2 separate regions of the Mus musculus genome follow, and region 1 is linked to region 2. Evidence: chromatin contacts called from public promoter capture Hi-C data. All regions are on one chromosome and are shown on one strand. The core of a region is the stretch at or near the end of the contact, and the rest is flanking DNA. Distances in the headings are between cores, read along the strand shown. Region 1 holds the start of Rbbp7 (retinoblastoma binding protein 7, chromatin remodeling factor). Region 2 holds the start of Nhs (NHS actin remodeling regulator).

Region 1 (3,398 bases), core at 198-2,697, 600 kb before region 2:
AGGTATTTATGTTCTGTGTGTAAAATAACATTAACAATACCTAGAAATTTAACATGGTACTTAAATCTACACAAAATAGAAGTTGGCAGAAACCCTTACTTAGTCACTTCAGGAAGCCACTGAACGGTAAGACTGGGCCACTGAAGAGCATGGGTCATAACCAGGTCATACAGAAACGGTGTATTCTTCTTCCAGATTTTATACTCTTCGTTGATGACACGCTCCTCCACAGTATCTTCAAACACTGAAATTTGGAGAAAGCCCACAATTAAGTGGCTGAGAAGGCTCGGAGTCAAAGGCATGGCTACGGATCCTGGAGGTCACCTCGAGACGGCCACACCTTATCTATTCTTTCCTTTTACCTATCCTGCTCACACGAACTGCTCTCCCACAAAGTGAGAAGATCAACATCAGGAAGCGTTTTCGCCTCCACTTCCAAGATCGGGATTCCGGCGCTTACCCGAATTGGGTCATTAATTGCCCTACCACCGAGCTCGTCAGCCTTTTTATAGCCGCTCGCACCTGTTCTACGATGATCCGCATTGTAAACCGGTGCCCCGACCCACTCGAATAGATCCAATCCACGTGGAACAGCAGCAGCCCACAGGCCTGCTCCCTCCACCCCCCACCCTCGCAGGAGGCCCCAGCTCCCCACCAAGCCACGATCGGCAGCCATAGTCCGGCGGGATCCAGCTCCTCCCCCCCCTCCCGACACGGACACGGGCCGCGACCCCAGACGGACGACGACCACGCGCACGGAAGAATCCGCGCCCGCCGCTGACTTCTCGGGCCGCGAGCGCCTGCGCCCCCGAGCCAAGGGCGTCGGAGGGAGCTAGGCCGCGGGGTGGGGGTGGGGGTGGGGGAAGGGGGGCCTCTCTCTCGGCCCCCGCGCCCGGCTCCGGAAATGCTCCCGGCCCTCGGCGGCGACCAGGCCCCGTGTCGCGCAGGCCCCCTTGCAGGCGCGCGGCGAGTCTCGCGCCCAGCCCCGCCCCCTGCTCCTCACGCCAATTCGCGCCTTTCGTCAGCGCGTGCCGAGGCCTCGGGAGCCCGCCAGCCCCCCGGAGTCCCGGCGCCCGCACGCCCGCCCGCCCCACAGGGCAGGCATCCTTACTCTCTTTACTCGCCATCTTGCGTCGGGTCGTTTCGCCCCCCTTGGCCGCCTCGGACTTCTCTCTCGCTAGTCAAGAGCAGCCCGGCAGGCGCTCCTTGCCTCTCCCAGGCACGTCACGCAGTCCTCGCTCGGAAAAGCCTGAGTTCGGTCTGGCCGTCTGGGTTCTCCCCCCAGACGCCGCGATCTCCTCTTCTGCCTCCTCCCCGCTGGCGGGTAGCGAGGTCTGAGCCGCTCTCCTCTCTCTCCCTCTCGCCAAACTTGGAACGAGACTTTTCAACCCGCGCCTCTCAGCCCGCCCAGGCAGCTGAGCGCAGGCGCAGCCGCCCTGGGAAATTGGAGAGGCGGAGAAGAGGCGGGCCTGGGAGCCAACGGCTCGGCGGCTTGGACCAATAGCGTGCGACGGGAGGGTCTGACGCGCTCTCCGGGGGTGGGCTTCTCGAGAGTGGGTGGGGCGTTCCGCGGCAGGAAGTCGGCGAGGCGCAGGCGCGAGGCGTCACTCCCCAGGCTGGCCGCGGGGGCGGCTGGGCCCGCGCGGGGGTGGGGCGGATGCGAGCGCGGTGTGCAGGCTGCGCGGGGGCTGCGAGCCCCAGGGCCAAGAAGCCTGGGGCCCGCGGGGCGTGGTTGCTTAAAGCAGCAGCCGCGGCGGCGGCGGCGGCGGCGGGGGTGTGCGAGGGGGGCAGGGAAGCTGCAGCCGCCTTAGCAAAGCAAAATCTCAGAGCCAGTGAGGAAAATGGTTTCCTGGTCTCGAGAGATTACACTGCCCGCAAAGTCTCCCAGATAATCACGGCCACGCAGTTTTCTGCACCCCTCAAAGGCTCCCCCATTCAACTGTATCGAGGGCCCAGTCGAGCTCTGGTGACATTTGTCATAAGCGAAAGGGACCTTTAGGAGAGACCTTGGGCGGGTTTTTCTTTTTTCTCCCAGAAGCTGGGCAGACCTTTATTTAAGGCCTGCGATGGCGCAGGCCTTCAATCCGCCCCTCGTCGAAAGTTGACTTAAATGACTTTTTGTATGTTCACCTTTGTGCGTCCTTAACCTACTGGTTCTTTAGCTTCCTGCTGCTGCAGGGGATTTTGTGCCTGCCACTGCTTCCCTATCTCAGTTCCTGCCTAGGCCCCTGCTGAGTCATTCTTGTCACCTGAAGGGGTCCCATTTTGACCCTGCAGCTGGCTGCTGAACTGGAGAGAGCTGGGCTGGGCTAATCTAGGCCTGCATACCTGAGCTCTGCATTTCTCTGAAGCTTTTTAGCCTTGGGGGGGGGGGTGAAGAGAAAGCCACATGATCCCAGGGAGAAAAAGAGGGCCAGAGCAGAGGGGCCCAGGCGCCTACGCTTAAAGGGAACCACAGTCTACATCTAAACTCAGAGGCTCTCCTTGCAGAAACACCCCCGGAACATTTGTTCCCTTGATAGCTTTCCAAGTGCCTTCATGCTTAAACGCAACCATGCAGAGGCCTCGAGGATGCTCTCTTTTCTGATCGAGAAACCAACTCAGACGTTACTCTAGTATGTGACAGAAACAGTCACGTTCCCTTATATAGAAATTTACTGTCTTGGGTCTCTTGTTTTCCCATGTGGTACAATTCATTATTATAACGCCCTCCCTCCATGTCAGCTCCAAGAATCTTGCTGGTGACTAACGCTGAAGAGGTGGCTGGAGGCGGGAGGGGGGCGGTTAGAAGAGTGGAGTAGCATGGGTCCTCCGAGTTCTAGAACACTGGTGGTCAAACTTTTTTTTTTTGACAGGGGTCAGGCAGCCTTCGGTGTTGTAACACAACAGCCATAGAAAATATGGATAAGCCTGGCCATCTTCCAGCAAAACTATAGACACTGAAATCTGAACTCTGTGTACTTTTCACAGGTCACAAAATATTCTCTCTCTGTGTTTTTTTTTTCAATCACTTGGAAATGAAAAAAATCATGCTTTGCTTCAGGGCCATGCAAAAGCCCCTTGGTGGGCGAGATTTAAAGGACTGGAGCTTGTCCACCTTGTTCTAGAATAATTGTGTCCTACAGCTCTGCTTCAGCAGGAACTATGTGTACTCAGAGAAGACTTGAGAGGTGATTTCCTGTCAGTAATATAATTTGCTCATTTTGATGAGTAGTTATGATTTCTAAAATAAACGTTTAAAGGACTGAGCGAACCTGGTGTGTAATCCCAGTCCGTGGAAACTGGAGGTAGGTAGGTAGGAGGATCTTTGTTCAAAAGCCAGCCTGGAATGCCTAGGAACCTTGTCACAAAAAACAAGTAACTCTTCCCAGACAATATGAATTTAGTTTAAACTGTGT
Region 2 (3,168 bases), core at 244-2,743:
CAAGATTTGCTTGTGACCTTGAATTTTATTTATGTTATATATTTATTTCACAGTACACATAGTACACATTGTGGAAGGATGAAAACTTGTATTTTACTAACAGTCCCCAAAGTCTTTTTAGATTTTCGGCTGCCACCATGTAGCCTGCACACTACTGCATTTGAAAAATGTAGGCCTTTTAAGAAATTATACCTTTTAGTTAACCAAGGGGAAAACTTTCCATTCTTCTGTGAGTCATCCTCTCTCCCATGGGAAACTTTAAAAACCCAGTGTTGGATTAGCACAGTAGGGCGACAAGGAGGTAATCCGATTCACTTCACTCAATGTGCAATGAATTTTGCAAGTGACTTTCTGGGGTGGGAGGTTGCTCACTAGTAATTTGGGTCTCAGTCATGATGTTCTGTAGAAGGCAGCTCTCAAGGCAGACCAAAACAGGATGCCAGAAAAATGGTATAAACAGTCGTCTGGCCACTCTGGCCATGTGGGAATGCACCCATGCTGCGTCACCCTTCCCAGCTGTCTCTGTGAACGCGGCGCCTGGGGCACTTTAAGGAGCAGCCCAGATTTCCCCTCTAAGAACCCAAAGACTTGACAGAGCTAGAATTCTGAGACAACTTGCTCCAACACGAATCGACAGCATCCCCAATACTTTCCTTCCTCTTAGCTGGCTACCAGCATCTCCACTCTCAACTTGAGGACACCCCGCCCCCACCACGCTCATAGTCTCAATTCTAACCTCTGAGACGGGTTTGAGAAAGTGCCCGCGGTGGAACGCACCAGGCGCGGTCCAGCCACCAGTGACTCCCAGCGGCCGCACAGGGCGCTGCGCCCCTCTCGCCCTGGCCTCCCCCGCCCGGCGTCCGCCCTGCCGCCCCCGCGCCGCCTCCTGAGCCAGGGCTGGAGGCGGATTCCTCTGTCCGGGTTTTCAGAGCGCCTTTCCGAAATCTCCTCCCCGCCCAGAAAGAGAGAGAGATCCCAGGCGCAATCGCTCCCCGGAGCGGCCGAGGGGCGCGCGGGGAGAGGCCTGCGCCGGGGTACTTTCAAACTGAGGCGCGCGCACACACTCACACCCACCCACCCACCCACCCACCTAGACACACACGCGGACAAACACACACACACGCGATCACACACACATACACACTCACTCACTCACACACACATACACACACGCCCATTTATATAGGCGGCGGCAGTGGCCAGGGCGGCGGCAACGGGCTCAGGAGCGATGGAGCTGAGCCGGCTGACCCCGGTTGAAAGCAAGTGAGGAGGACCCAAGCACACTCCGAGATTTCCGTGCTCAGCGCTTGTCATCTTTCCTAGACAGCCGTGCTCCCGGAGGAGGACAGGTCAGACTAAGCTGTGAAGGAGAGGGTGGGCAAGAGGAGGAGGCCAGGTGAGCAGAGGAGCCCTCAGCGTCTCTGGACTGCCCGGATCGCTCCTTGCCGGACTCCTGCCCTCTCCTCGCTCAGGTGGGCGCGCCAGGTCTCTAGCTCACAAGGGTCGCTCAGAGGAGAAGGGAAAGTCGCGGCCCGGCTGCGCGGGATGCCTTTCGCCAAGCGGATCGTGGAGCCGCAGTGGCTTTGCCGGCAGCGGCGCCCGGCGCCCGGCCCAGATGAGGACACGAGTGGAGGCAGCGTTGAGCCGCCGCCGCCCCTGCAGCCGCCTGGCCGGCGGGAAGAGGCCGAGGCACCGGAGCCAGAAGAGCCTCCTCGTGTGCCCCCTGCGCCTCTCCCACTGCCACCTCTGCCGCCGTCTTTGCCGGCGCCGGCCGAGCAGGATCAGCAGCCACCCAGCGAAGCGCGGGAGGCCGGGGAGGAGAGCGTGGCGGGGGTCTCGGAGGCAGCATCGGCCCCAGGCGAGACGTCCGAGGCTTCAGCCGAGGCTGTGCTGCTCATGTTAGACCTGTGCGCGGTCAGCAACGCTGCGCTGGCCAGGGTCCTCCGGCAGCTCTCAGACGTAGCCCGGCACGCGTGCAGCCTCTTCCAGGAGCTCGAGAGCGACATCCAGCTTACTCACCGCCGTGTCTGGGCGCTGCAGGGCAAGCTCGGTAGCGTGCAGCGCGTCCTCAGCACGTTGGACCCCAAGCAGGAGGCAGTGCGTGAGTACCAGCGCCGTCCATCCTCTAGGGTGCTAGGCTCAGCGCCTCACCCTTTTACTGTCTCCACTCACCACAATCCCAGGCCCGAGGCGCCTAGCCTGCTGCAACTTGCACCTTACTCTTGCCTTTCTTCCCTTCTGCCCTGAGATCCACCCCAGTACTCCGGGTTGAGTAGCTGGGGTGGCCCCTGACCGATGCAGGCATGCAGGCATGGAGGGCAGAAAGTTAAAAGGACGGCTTCTGAACTCATAGACACCCTTGGCGTTCAGAATGGGCAGGTGGGGAGCATTTAGGGAGCCAGACAGGAGGTAGAGAAAGAAGGTCTGTCATTTACCACTGGGACAGACATGCCTTTCATGTCCTTGGGAAGAAGGAGGGGGTGCAACTCCTGTAGCTTCCAGGAGCCCACTACCGGGTTGCACTTTTGGGGGGGTCTTAAAAGTAGTAGGTGTCCTTTTAAGATGTCTGTGGGAGACAAGGTGCTTTGTCACACTTGCTGTGGCCTCGGGTGCCCGGGTCTCGTGCCTTTGGAAGGTGTGTGACCTAGTCCAGCATCATTGGCTGGCTGCCTAGAATGAACTCCACTGTGCTCTATGGAGAACCCTGGGAACAGGAAAGGCCTTGATGAGGGCCTGGAAGGAATGCCTGGACCTTGGGGAAGATAAGGGGATCCCCGAGTGTCTTTTCTGCCCTGGGTTAGTTACCTAGGGCTCTTAATGAATGCTCCTTTGGACTATCTGTCTTCTGAGCATCCCACAAACTCTTCTTCCTCCGTCTTAGTGCCTTGTTGCACAAATCCAGACTCAGGTGTGAGCCAGTCCAGCCAGGCAGGTTACAGCGAGAGAGCAAGGACGGTGAGCTAGGAGACGTCTGGACATCTTTACTGCACATTGACTTTACTCTTGAACCACAGTAGACGTCCTGAGAAGTAGTCTCTGCTAAGTACTCTCCCAGGGGCATGCAGTCCTCCCCCACTGGTGCATGGCCTCCCATACCTGGCACCCCCAAACCTGGCAGTGACAGACTCATTTAGGAAAATGACTTGTGGAGCAGAGTGCAGGTCCTTT

What was found. Promoter capture Hi-C pulls out the DNA fragments that hold promoters and counts their contacts.
Region 1: a promoter capture Hi-C map of neural stem cells shows a contact between it and region 2. The contact joins the promoter of Rbbp7 here to the promoter of Nhs in region 2. A contact is called at or near these places in 5 of 39 promoter capture datasets (the HPC-7 cell line, cranial neural crest, frontonasal cranial neural crest and 2 more) and 2 of 115 datasets of contacts at active chromatin or transcription factors (forebrain and stem cell-derived neural progenitor cells).

The regions. Positions count from the first base shown.
Region 1 is chrX:162,758,421-162,761,818 of GRCm38.p6, reverse strand. It overlaps Rbbp7 (retinoblastoma binding protein 7, chromatin remodeling factor), which reads right to left and starts at 1,447. Exons shown (of 12, transcript NM_009031.3): 1 at 1,112-1,447; 2 at 100-244. The coding sequence starts at 1,127.
Region 2 is chrX:162,157,766-162,160,933 of GRCm38.p6, reverse strand. Nhs (NHS actin remodeling regulator) reads left to right here and starts at 1,493. Exons shown (of 9, transcript NM_001290526.1): 1 at 1,493-2,101. The coding sequence starts at 1,546.